2 separate regions of the Oryctolagus cuniculus genome follow, and region 2 is linked to region 1. The links are chromatin contacts, called in public Micro-C maps. All regions are on one chromosome and are shown on one strand. The core of a region is the stretch at or near the end of the contact, and the rest is flanking DNA. Distances in the headings are between cores, read along the strand shown. Region 1 holds the start of CDS2 (CDP-diacylglycerol synthase 2). Region 2 overlaps CDS2 (CDP-diacylglycerol synthase 2).

Region 1 (4,803 bases), core at 339-2,838:
TCTGGCCACTAACACCTCCACCTGTTCCAGAAGATGAACTTTCAGGGCCTGCAGCTGATAAACCTTGAAGCTTCATTTACTCAAGAGGCGACCTGGGGGCTGGTGATGTGGCATAGTGGATAAAGCTGCCGCCTGCAGTGTCCGGCTGCTTCACTTCTGATCCAGCTCTCTGCTATGGCCTGGGAAAGCAGTAGAAGATGGCCCAAGTGCTTGGGCCCCTGCACCCATGTGGGAGACCTGGAAGAAGCTCCTGACTCCTGGCTTTGGATAGGCACAGCTCTGGCCATTGCAGCCATCTGGAGAGTGAAACATCAGATGGAACACCTTTCTCCCTCTCTCACTCAGCCTCTGCCTGTCTGAAACTCTTCCTTTCAAATAAAATAAATCTTAAAAAGCCAACTGCTCTCCAGGTCAGGAAGTGATCACTGACATTGGTCAAAGTGGTGGTCACAGGGTTTTCAGATTAAAGGAGTTTTCAAATTACCATCAGTATGTTGTTTACTTTTATCAATAATGAAAGACCATGTAGGACTCAAAAAGCAAACTTTCTTGTAATAAATTATGGCCCAAAGGGAGTGGTATCTTTCAAAACAAACAAAAACAAAACTGAAGTGTTTGGGCAATGTCGTTAAATAGGAAACAGGGTTCAGAGTTCAGTGCTCCTTCCAATCTATTTAGACTGTTACGGGAACATGCAAACATGCTCCTATAGAAATCAGGAATATCTGATGCCCTTCTCGAAATTCTCACTCCTTTCCCCAAAACGCACAGCTTGGGCCAAAACTGGTGATAGGAACTAGCAACCCCTCTGTGTGCAGATGTCTCTCTGTGTTAGACTCCAACATGGTGAAGGGTAGTTATCCTAACTTTGCATCCCTGACGCGGCAGTGAATCGGAGGCACTGAAGGCAGTGCTGGAACAGAGGCAGCCGTGAGTCCGGGCAGGCCACAGGCAGTACAGGACAGTAAGCAGGTTAAAGGGGGAGCTCGCTGATAGATATCTCCGCGTCCGGATTCCTGTTAGCTCGTTGCTGCCTAGCCGTGGGGCTGTAAGCGAAGTCACTTTCCCCTTAGGAGCTTCACACCCATTCAACAAGCACTTGGGACGTGTACTAGAGCAACTAAACAACCAAAGCTACGCCTCCGCTCCGCGCCTAACGCACAATCGGCGCTCCGTGCGTGATTGCTGGAGACCGCTTGGCGAAGCCACGCAGTCCCAAGTTTCCTTATCACGTGATTCCCTTCTCCTAGGCAGGCTGGCCGACCTGGGCTCTCCAATTAAGGCCGCACAAATGTCCACAGGTGTGAAAAGCAAGAGCCCTGGCCACTGAAGACCCGAAGCCGAGGGCCATGAGTACCAAGCGCGCGAGAGCCCTGGGCAGCGCCTCTAGCCCTCAGCAACCCGTTACCTTCCGGACCCCGGGCGTCCCGCCAGTCTACCACGGTCAAGAGGCAGCTCCCATTGGTTGATCTCGCTCGGAAACGCACGCCTCTTCCCGCCCCCTCACGCTGCCACCCAACGCTCGCCTCTCCGCTCCGCTCGGCTCCGCCCCTCAGCCCTGCCTCCCTGGCATATTCGCACCATTGGTGGATCTCGCCGGCTGTGATGGCGGCAGTGCGCGTGCGCGCTCGCTCCGAACCCTCTTCCCGGGAGGAGGAGCGAGCCAGCCGGGGCTGGGGCAGGCAGACCGTGCTCGGCCGGAGTGGAAGGGCTGCTGCTGGTGCGGCGGCGACGGTGCTGGGCGGGGCCGAGCTCCGGAGCTGTCGGCTCGGCTGTGGAGGGGCCTGTGAACCGCTGCGGAGCTGTAGAGCGCCGGGGCTGGACTGGGCCGGCCGAGAGAGTCCGCGCGCGCCCGCTCTGAGCTGCCCGCTCCGGCGGCCGCGCTGCTCACCAGCATGACGGAGCTGAGGCAGAGGGTGGCCCGCGAGCCGGACTCAGTTCCCGAGGACAAGGTAGCGGCAGCGTTGTGGTGGGCGCGGCCGGGCCGCGGCGGCCCCCGGTGGCCCAGCGTGGGGCGCGCACCTAGGAGTCGCCTCGCTGACCCTTTTGTCGCGGCCGGCGGCGGCCCCGGGCCTGGGCAGCGCAGAGGGTCCTCGGGGCCCCCGCGCGTCGCGGGTCAGCGGACCGGGGCCCGGGACAGGGCTCCGAGTCTACCTGGGGGGCGCAGGAAGGAGCACGCCGGGGTTGCGAGCAAGGCGGCTCCCTCGCAGGGCCGGTCGGGGTCCCTTAGCTCCCCGAGGCCTTCCTGGGAGGCGCGACTTAGTCTCTGCGCCCCCTGTAACATGTTATGTATTTATTTTGAGGCTGAGGGAGTCAAGACAAGGCCACAGGGCATTGCCTCCTGGGAGATCGAAATCTCTCCCGGGGAGTAAAAATCCGTTGGCTTTGAGCAGAGAGGTGTGTTGATTCACGCCGTGGAGCGGCTCGGCGGTCAGCAGGTGTTGCAGGGTGCACCTGGCCAGGCTTGTTTGCTGCGCCAAGCGTGGGCACTGATGGGGTAGAGGAGAAAGGTAAGGAGGAGGCCATCTTGGCGGGGACACAGGTTGTGAGGCGGGGTGAGGATGGGGAGCGGACTCCTCTCGTTTAGGGGGAAGGTGGGCAGGGGCTGATATTCTGTGGACGCTGGATGGCAGCGGAAGGGTTGGGACTTGGCGGTCGGATTGGTGCTTTTGTAGTTAGCAGTGTATTTGGAAGTTGATCTTGCCCTGGTGTGTGGAATACACTGAGGGAGCCTGGGCTAGGGTGATGGGGACTGGTTAACGCTGGGGGGTTGCCCACAGATGATGTTTTGTCTTAAAAATCAGAAGATCCTCCCAACACTCTGAATTTCTTACCTGCCTTGGGTAATTGGAGGGTCTGGCATCGCATTCTCACCTGAGCAGCAGTAGGCTGGACTTGGCGATCATTATTGCACTGTCCCTGTTGCCTTATACCAGACCCACAGCACCGACTTCTGTGGCCTGTACTTAGATCACTAGAAGAAAGGGGCATTAGGGAGACTTCAGGAAGCAAGTAGTGGCACCATGTGGTGATGGATGTCAACAGAGCAGTTATGGTTGGAAAAATGCTGTTTCAGATAGTTTTTTTTTTTTAAAGATTTATTTAGTTATTTGAAAGGCAGATTCGCAGAGAGACAGAGGGGTCTTCCTTCTGCTGGTTCATTCCCCAAATGGCCCCTGGAGCCAGGAGCTTCTTCCTGGTCTCCCATGGGGTGCAGGGGATCAAGGACTTGGGGCCGTCTTCCACTGCTTTCCCAGGCCATAGCAGAGAGCGGGATCAGAAGTGGAGCAGCTGGGACTTGAACTGGTGCCCATAAGGGATGCTGGCACTGCAGGCAGCTGCTTAACCCACTATGCCACAGCACTGGCTCCAATAGTTTTTTTTTATTTATTATTTATTTTTATTTTTTTGACAGGCAGACAGTGAGAGAGACAGAGAGAAAGGTCTTCCTTTGCCGTTGGTTCACCCTCCAATGGCTGCCGCGGCCGGCGCGCCGCGCTGATCCGATGGCAGGAGCCAGGTACTTATCCTGGTCTCCCATGGGGTGCAGGGCCCAAGCACCTAGACCATCCTCCACTGCACTCCCTGGCCACAACAGAGAGCTGGCCTGGAAGAGGGGCAACCGGGACAGAATCCGGTGCCCCGACCGGGACTAGAACCTGGTGTGCCTGCGCCGCAAGGCGGAGGATTAGCCTAGTGAGCCGTGGCACCGGCCTCCAATAGGTTTTAAACACCTTTTTTGTTTTTGCTGTTGAAGGTGGTTCATTCGGGAGAACCGTCCATATTGTTTTTTAGAACATTTTGAAGAAGATACAGGGCTGCGAGTGCAAATTTAGGAGTCTATTGTAGGGATAAGTCTATTGCCCTAGAATGTCTTGGTTCCTCTTGAAAGAACTCCCTGCTCATTCTGCGTAGCTGGTGAGAGTTCAGCTCTCTGAAGGGCGCTGTCATACTTGATGTTAATGGAACCTGGTGGGCTAGAAGGTGTGAGGAAGGAGAAAGAAGGTATGATAGCTGGTGGGCCGCATTTTTGAAAAGCTAGCTGTAATTATTAAACCTGGTTAGAAAAAAGTGCCAAGTAAGAACAACCTCAGGATTCTAAGGTGAAGCAAAGTTTTTAGCCCCCCAAGATAAAGTGTCAGTGATTCCTGCTTTCCTGTCCTGTGTTTTAGGTAGGGCTGGAGGAGCTGTCCAGCTAACGGTGCTTTATTAGAACTGCATTTACACTGTGTATGCAATTCTGTGACAGGATGCCTGAGGCTGTGAGGACTACTAGTTGCATGTCGTTACCTAAAATATAGCAGCTATGCATTCTATTAAGAACATGGTAAGAGAGGCCAGTGTTGTGGTGTAGCGGGTAAAGCAACCGACAGCAATGCCCGCATCCTGTGTGGGCACCAGTTAGAGTCTGGGCTGTTCAACTTCTGATCCAGCTCCCTGCTAATGGCCTGTGAAAAGCAGCAGGGAATGGCCTAAGTGTTTGGGCCACTGCCACCTCCATGGGAAACCTGGAAGAAGCTCCTGGCTTTGGGCTAGCTCAGCGCTGAGATTATGGCCATCTGGGGAGTGAACCAATGGATGGAAGATCTTTAACTCTTCTCTCTCTGTAACTCTGCCTTTCAAATAAATCTTAAAAACAAAAACAAAAAACACTAAAATTGGGGCCGGTGCTGTGGTGCAGTAGGTTAATCCTCTGCCTGCGGCGCCAGCATCACATATGGGCACCAGTTCTAGTCCCGGCTGCTCTTCTTCCAGTCCAGCTCTCTGCTGTGATCTGGGAAGGCAGTGGAAGATGACCCAAGT
Region 2 (5,132 bases), core at 2,608-5,107, 43 kb after region 1:
TTAAGATGCTAGTTGGGACTTATTCATGTTGGAGTACCTGGGTTTGAGTCTTGGCTCTGCTGCCAATTCTGCCTTCCTGCCAGTGCAGCAAGTGATGGCCCATGGGGATGATCTCAATTGAGGTTGTGGCTTTATTGCATGAGAATTTTGTCTGTCTCTCTCTCTACCTTTCAAATAAATAAAAAATTCAAAACAGCAAAAATGTTGAATTGATGACATAAGCTAGATGTAGCCCAGGTGTAACTGCCATGTCAGTAAACCCTGGATTCTCCCTGAATAAGAGTCCGATGTGGTGAGGCCTGCTTCCAGTCATCTGTGTTCTAGGTGTCATGGCAGGTGCAGTGGTGAGGACATTGATTTGGCTCTGCTTTCACTGCAATGTGGTCAAAGGAGGAGACCCTGCGGTGTGGGGTATACATGTGAGGAAGGATGGGGTGGGGGCACACAAGCAGTTAAGGAAGGTTCCTGGAGAAAGGGATCTCTTAGAGGATAAATCAGAATTAGCTGAGAAGAGTGGTAGGTCTTAGAAGAAGGTGGTTTGCAGAGTGTTCTAAGCAGGAAAACATGAGCAGAAAAGCTAAAAGTGAGGGAGTACAACCTGTCTTAGGAATTGATTCTCATTTAGAGCAGCTACAGGAGACACAGCTAGAAGGGGCTTGTATGCCATTTGAGAGTTTGGAATTGTCCTGTGAGAGCTGGTGCTGTAGCATAGTGGGTAAAGCTGCCAGCATCCCATATAGGCACCATTCAAGTCCTGACTACTACACTTCCAATCCAGCTCCCTGCAAATGAGCCTGAAAAGCAGCGGAAGATGGCCCAAGTCCTTGGACCCCTGCTCCCACCCGGCAGACCTGGAAGAAGTTCCTGGCTCCTGGTTTTGAATTGGTCCAGCTCTGGCCCTTGTAGCCTTTTAGGGAGTGAACCAGCAGGTGGAAGATATCCCTCTCTCTAACTCTTTCAAGTAAATAAATTAATTAAAAACATTTATTTGAGAGGTGGAGTTACAGACAGAGGGAGAGACAGAGAGGTCTTCCATTCTCTGGTTCCTTCCCCAAATAGCCTCAATGGCCAGAACTGGACTGATTCGAAGCCAGGAGCTTCTTCCGGGTCTGCCGTACGGGTGTAATGACCCAAGTACCTGGGCCATCTTCTGCTTTCCTAGGCCATCAAATAAATGAATCTTAAAACAACAACAACAACAACAAAAACTGTCCTATGGGTACTAGGTAGGGTTTAGGACGAGGAGTGACCGATTAGATTTTCTGGGAAGTTCCTCTTGCTGCTCAGTGTCAGGAGTGGGAGTGAAATCTGGACTTAGAGGCAAAGTATGCTATTAGGCTGCTGCAGTACCCAGCGGAGAGATGGTGTTGGCTTGAATTAAGGGACTTGGGGGATGGGGAGTAGATGTGGCTGAAAGCTGCTTTGGAGGTAGAATTAAGCATGCTGATGGGTGGAGCTAAGGAAGAGGTAATGAGAGTATGAGATGTGTTAGTTTTTTAATTCATTTCCCCTGAACTTTTTTTTTTTAAGATTTATTTATTTATTTGAAAGGCAGAGTTACAGAGAGGCAGAGAGAGAGGTCTTCCATTCGCTGGTTCACTCCCCAGATGGCTGCAACAGCCAGAGCTGTACCTATCTGAAGCTAGGAGCTTCTTCCGGGTCTCCCACGCGGGTGCAGGGGCCCAGGAACTTGGGCTATCTTCTGCTTTCCCAAGCCATAGCAGAGAACTGGGTTGGAAGTGGAGCAGCTGGGACTCAAACCAGTGCCCATATGAGATGCTGGCACTGCAGGTGGTGGCTTTACTTGCTAAGCCACAGTACCGGCCCCTCTCCTCACTTTTTTAAAGTTATTTATTTTATTTAAAAGGTAGAGAGAGAGATAGAGGTGTCTCCCATTTGCTGGTTCATTCCCCAAATGCCTGCCAATAGTCAGGGTTGGACCAGGCCCAAGCTAGGAGCCAGGAACAATATTTGAGCTACCTGTCACCTGTTTTCCAGGTTGTTCATTAGCAGAAAGCTATATCCAAAGCAGAGTACCCAGGACTCAACCAGCCATTCTGATAAGAGATGTGGACATCCTATCCTAAGCAGTGCCTTAACCCACTGTGCCAAAGGATGTTTGATCTTTTGTTCTGACAATTGAACTCTTCAGATGTGGTTAACATTAGGAAGGGCTAGGAATACCTTTGTTATTATCAATACTGCACAGACACACACATACACATACATATTTATTCCAGTAGGATCTCAGACTTGGCTCTGAGAGGGATATTTGAGTCTCCGGTCCTTATTAAGGACCCTCCTGTCTCTGGCAATTTCTCTCCAGAGCCCTGTCTACTTGAGTGGGGGAGTTGACTGCCTGGACATCTGGCCACTGTCCTTGATTAAGAAAATGGCAGATATTTAGTAGAAAGGTTAGACTCAGAGTAATGGCTTTTCTCCAGCAGGAGGTTTGTAATTTGCATATAAAGCTGTGTAAGAAATAGTTTGTAGTATGTGTTACATATTAATGTTAGCCATCTCAAAACACACCGGACACTGGAGTAAGGGAAAAGGTTTATTGGGGAACACCCAACAGACCGGAGTGAAGGGGCAGTGAAGGAAAAAGAGAAAGTTTGAGAGAGCCAGAGGAGAGGGAGAAGAGACGAGAGGAGGAGAGGAGCCGAGAGAGAGAGCCAAGAGACCAGAGGAGGCTAGAGAGAGGAACCGAGAGAGAAGAGTCAAGAGAGAACCAAGAGAGCACGTGTTCAGGAACAGGCCCTTTTAAAACTTTGCCTGAGGGCGGGCAGGGAAGCTGGAGCAGCGAATCCCATTAGGATGGGGGTGGAGCCTGGCTCAGGTAGCTGGGCCTTGCAGCCATGTGGCTAAAACTGCACCAGTTTCCTAACAGTATGCAATGCCAGTGAAAAGGACAGAGTCGTTGGAAAAGTAACCAACCCGGGCCTTGAACACCACTTTTTAAAGCGGTTTCTCAGAAGATGAAAGAAAAAAAGCAGGGAAACCTAATGAATGGCACCACTTATTTTCTTTCCCTAATTATTAGCTCCTTTTAGGCAAACATGAACAGAATATATATATTATAAATTATATGTTATTAGTAAGGTATAAAGCTGAGTTGGCACCAGTAAAGAAATGGGGTGTGGGGTGTCCCCTGCCTGGAGCCCGACTGGCGGGTTGCCAGGGTTCTCTGTCTAGCCCTAGCCACAGCTTTTTGGTCAGGTGGTGTCACTGTGCCATCTTTAGAGGTTCTGAGGTAGGAGGATAGGCCCCTGACACCAACTGATAACCTAAAGGGAACCTCAGAATGACACTTTGTCAGCCCAGGTCAGGCCTTCAGGAAATTCTGAGAATTAGGAGGAGGTGAGAAGAGGCGGGCGGGACATGAGCCCATGAGGTGTCCACCTAGAGAGCCGCTGGAGTGGAGGCCTGCCCTGAGTGCAAGGAGCCTCAGAGCCTGCCCCCGGCCCTGCTTTCCTGGGCTGGCTGCTGTCTCCCTTGCTACACACGCTGTGCTGGACTGAGCCAGGTCCCGGGCAGAGCCACACCTTGACACTAGGAACTTCCTCTCCCATGCTCTGCTTCTCTTGCCTGTGTTGAAGGCAAGGTCCATGCTGTTCTGGACCCCACAGTGGGGTGAGGTTAGAGGGGCCCTGGAAAGCTGGTTGGGGGAGCTTTTTGAGCAAAAGTTTCTCCAGAAGTGCGGACTGCTGTCACCAAGCCCTTGTACCAGAACACATCACCCAGTGCCTCTGCCTGTCAGGAGGTGAGAGTCTGCATGAACGGAAAGGAAAGGGGCCTCCAGAGGAGCTTCTTTCCCTTTCCTTTTAGAGCAAGGCTCTTGTTTCCTGTTTACATCAACGCCACAACCCTAGGGGAAGTGCTGAGGAACTGTGGGAGGATGGGCGGTGTTTTTTTGAGATAGTCCTCTGTTCCGGGCCAGAAAGGAAGGAGGAGGGGCCGCCTGGGAGTGGTGAGATAGCCTGAAGGGGGAAGTGCTGCCCCCGGGCTGGGCCTTCACACCCACCCCCTACCATTGAGGTGGCAGTGGACACACTAGTCTGGTCCTGCTGCCAGAGCCTCTGCAGAGGCAGGGGAGATGGGGGAGTATGTGGGGCTTGTGAACTGGAACTCAGGGGTGCCAGCATATTGTCAGTGCAGATAGACACTTTGGTCCATGGAAATTCAAGTTGAATGGATGAGCTCATTAATTCAACAAATCTCTGGGTGCCCACTGTTCCAGACACTGCTCAGTGCAGTGGTGAACAAGTGCCCACAGCCCCTGACAGCACCGTGCCCAGCAGGTGTATATTGTGTTCAGCGTGTGCCCCTGTTTACAGCTAACTTATTAAGGTATCTGCATGCACTGATATGCATGAAAAGCATGCACAGGAAAGAAGCAGAAGTAAGCTCTAGAATGATCTCCCACCTTAGTGGACTGTGTGGTGCACACACTCTGCTGTGGAGAGCACTGACAAGTACTGTTGCTTTAACAGGTAGCCTTTGCATTGCAGATACCTTGGGCCTGCAGATGAGAGAGAGAAAGGCAGGTAGGCAAAAGCTGAGCTCAAATAATTTATTAACAACCAGGCCCCAGCAAGGCTGATGGCCACTGTCCCCCTCAGCTCCCTTGGGAAGGGCGCTCAGGTTGCCTGGGTGGGTGTTGAAGGCACTCATGCGCCTGTGTAGTCAAATTCCTGGTGGACTGGGATTGGGAAGGGTGGTACAGCAGAACCCTGTTGCCAGGGAAGCAGTATCCGGCTCCTACCGAGTCTTCCTGCTGCACATCTGCCTGTCTCGCCATCCCCTGCAGGAGCAGACTGACAGATGTGCTCAGCATCTCTGATTCTTGGCCCAGCGTCTGCCACTTTTCTTCTGGGCAAGAACTTAGGCCTGAGCACCCCCTCCTTCCAGGTCCACCGTGGAAGCTGCAACCAGCACTTGGCTTCCTTCACCTCACTTTGGGGATGGTATGAGAGTGAGTTAGGAAGCTGCCAGCTTGCAGGTTCTTAAAGGTTTCTACTCTGCTGTGATGTCCACACCTGGGGGTCAGGAGAGCTAGCTGACTTCCCCCACCTGTGGTCCCATTTCTGCCTGTGGGTGTGTGGTGGTCTCTGTAGGGCTGGTCTGCTGTG

Evidence for each region. A called contact is a pair of places that touch in the nucleus more often than the background predicts.
Region 2: a Micro-C map of ear pinna shows a contact between it and region 1, with 3 times the contacts expected there. The contact joins the enhancer-like site here to the promoter of CDS2 in region 1. A contact is called at or near these places in 3 of 6 Hi-C or Micro-C datasets (ear pinna, liver and an unstated tissue).

The regions. Positions count from the first base shown.
Region 1 is chr11:30,197,739-30,202,541 of mOryCun1.1, forward strand. CDS2 (CDP-diacylglycerol synthase 2) reads left to right here and starts at 1,589. Exons shown (of 13, transcript XM_008256281.4): 1 at 1,589-1,952. The coding sequence starts at 1,896.
Region 2 is chr11:30,238,549-30,243,680 of mOryCun1.1, forward strand. The region is part of intron 1 of CDS2 (CDP-diacylglycerol synthase 2); the gene reads left to right. Among named protein-coding and RNA genes, the nearest start is that of CDS2, 42 kb to the left of the region's middle. Within about 2 kb of position 3,858, at least 5 of the 8 cell types and tissues checked have an H3K27ac peak or open chromatin away from gene starts, as enhancers often do. A contact at or near this core is called in ear pinna, where this site is marked.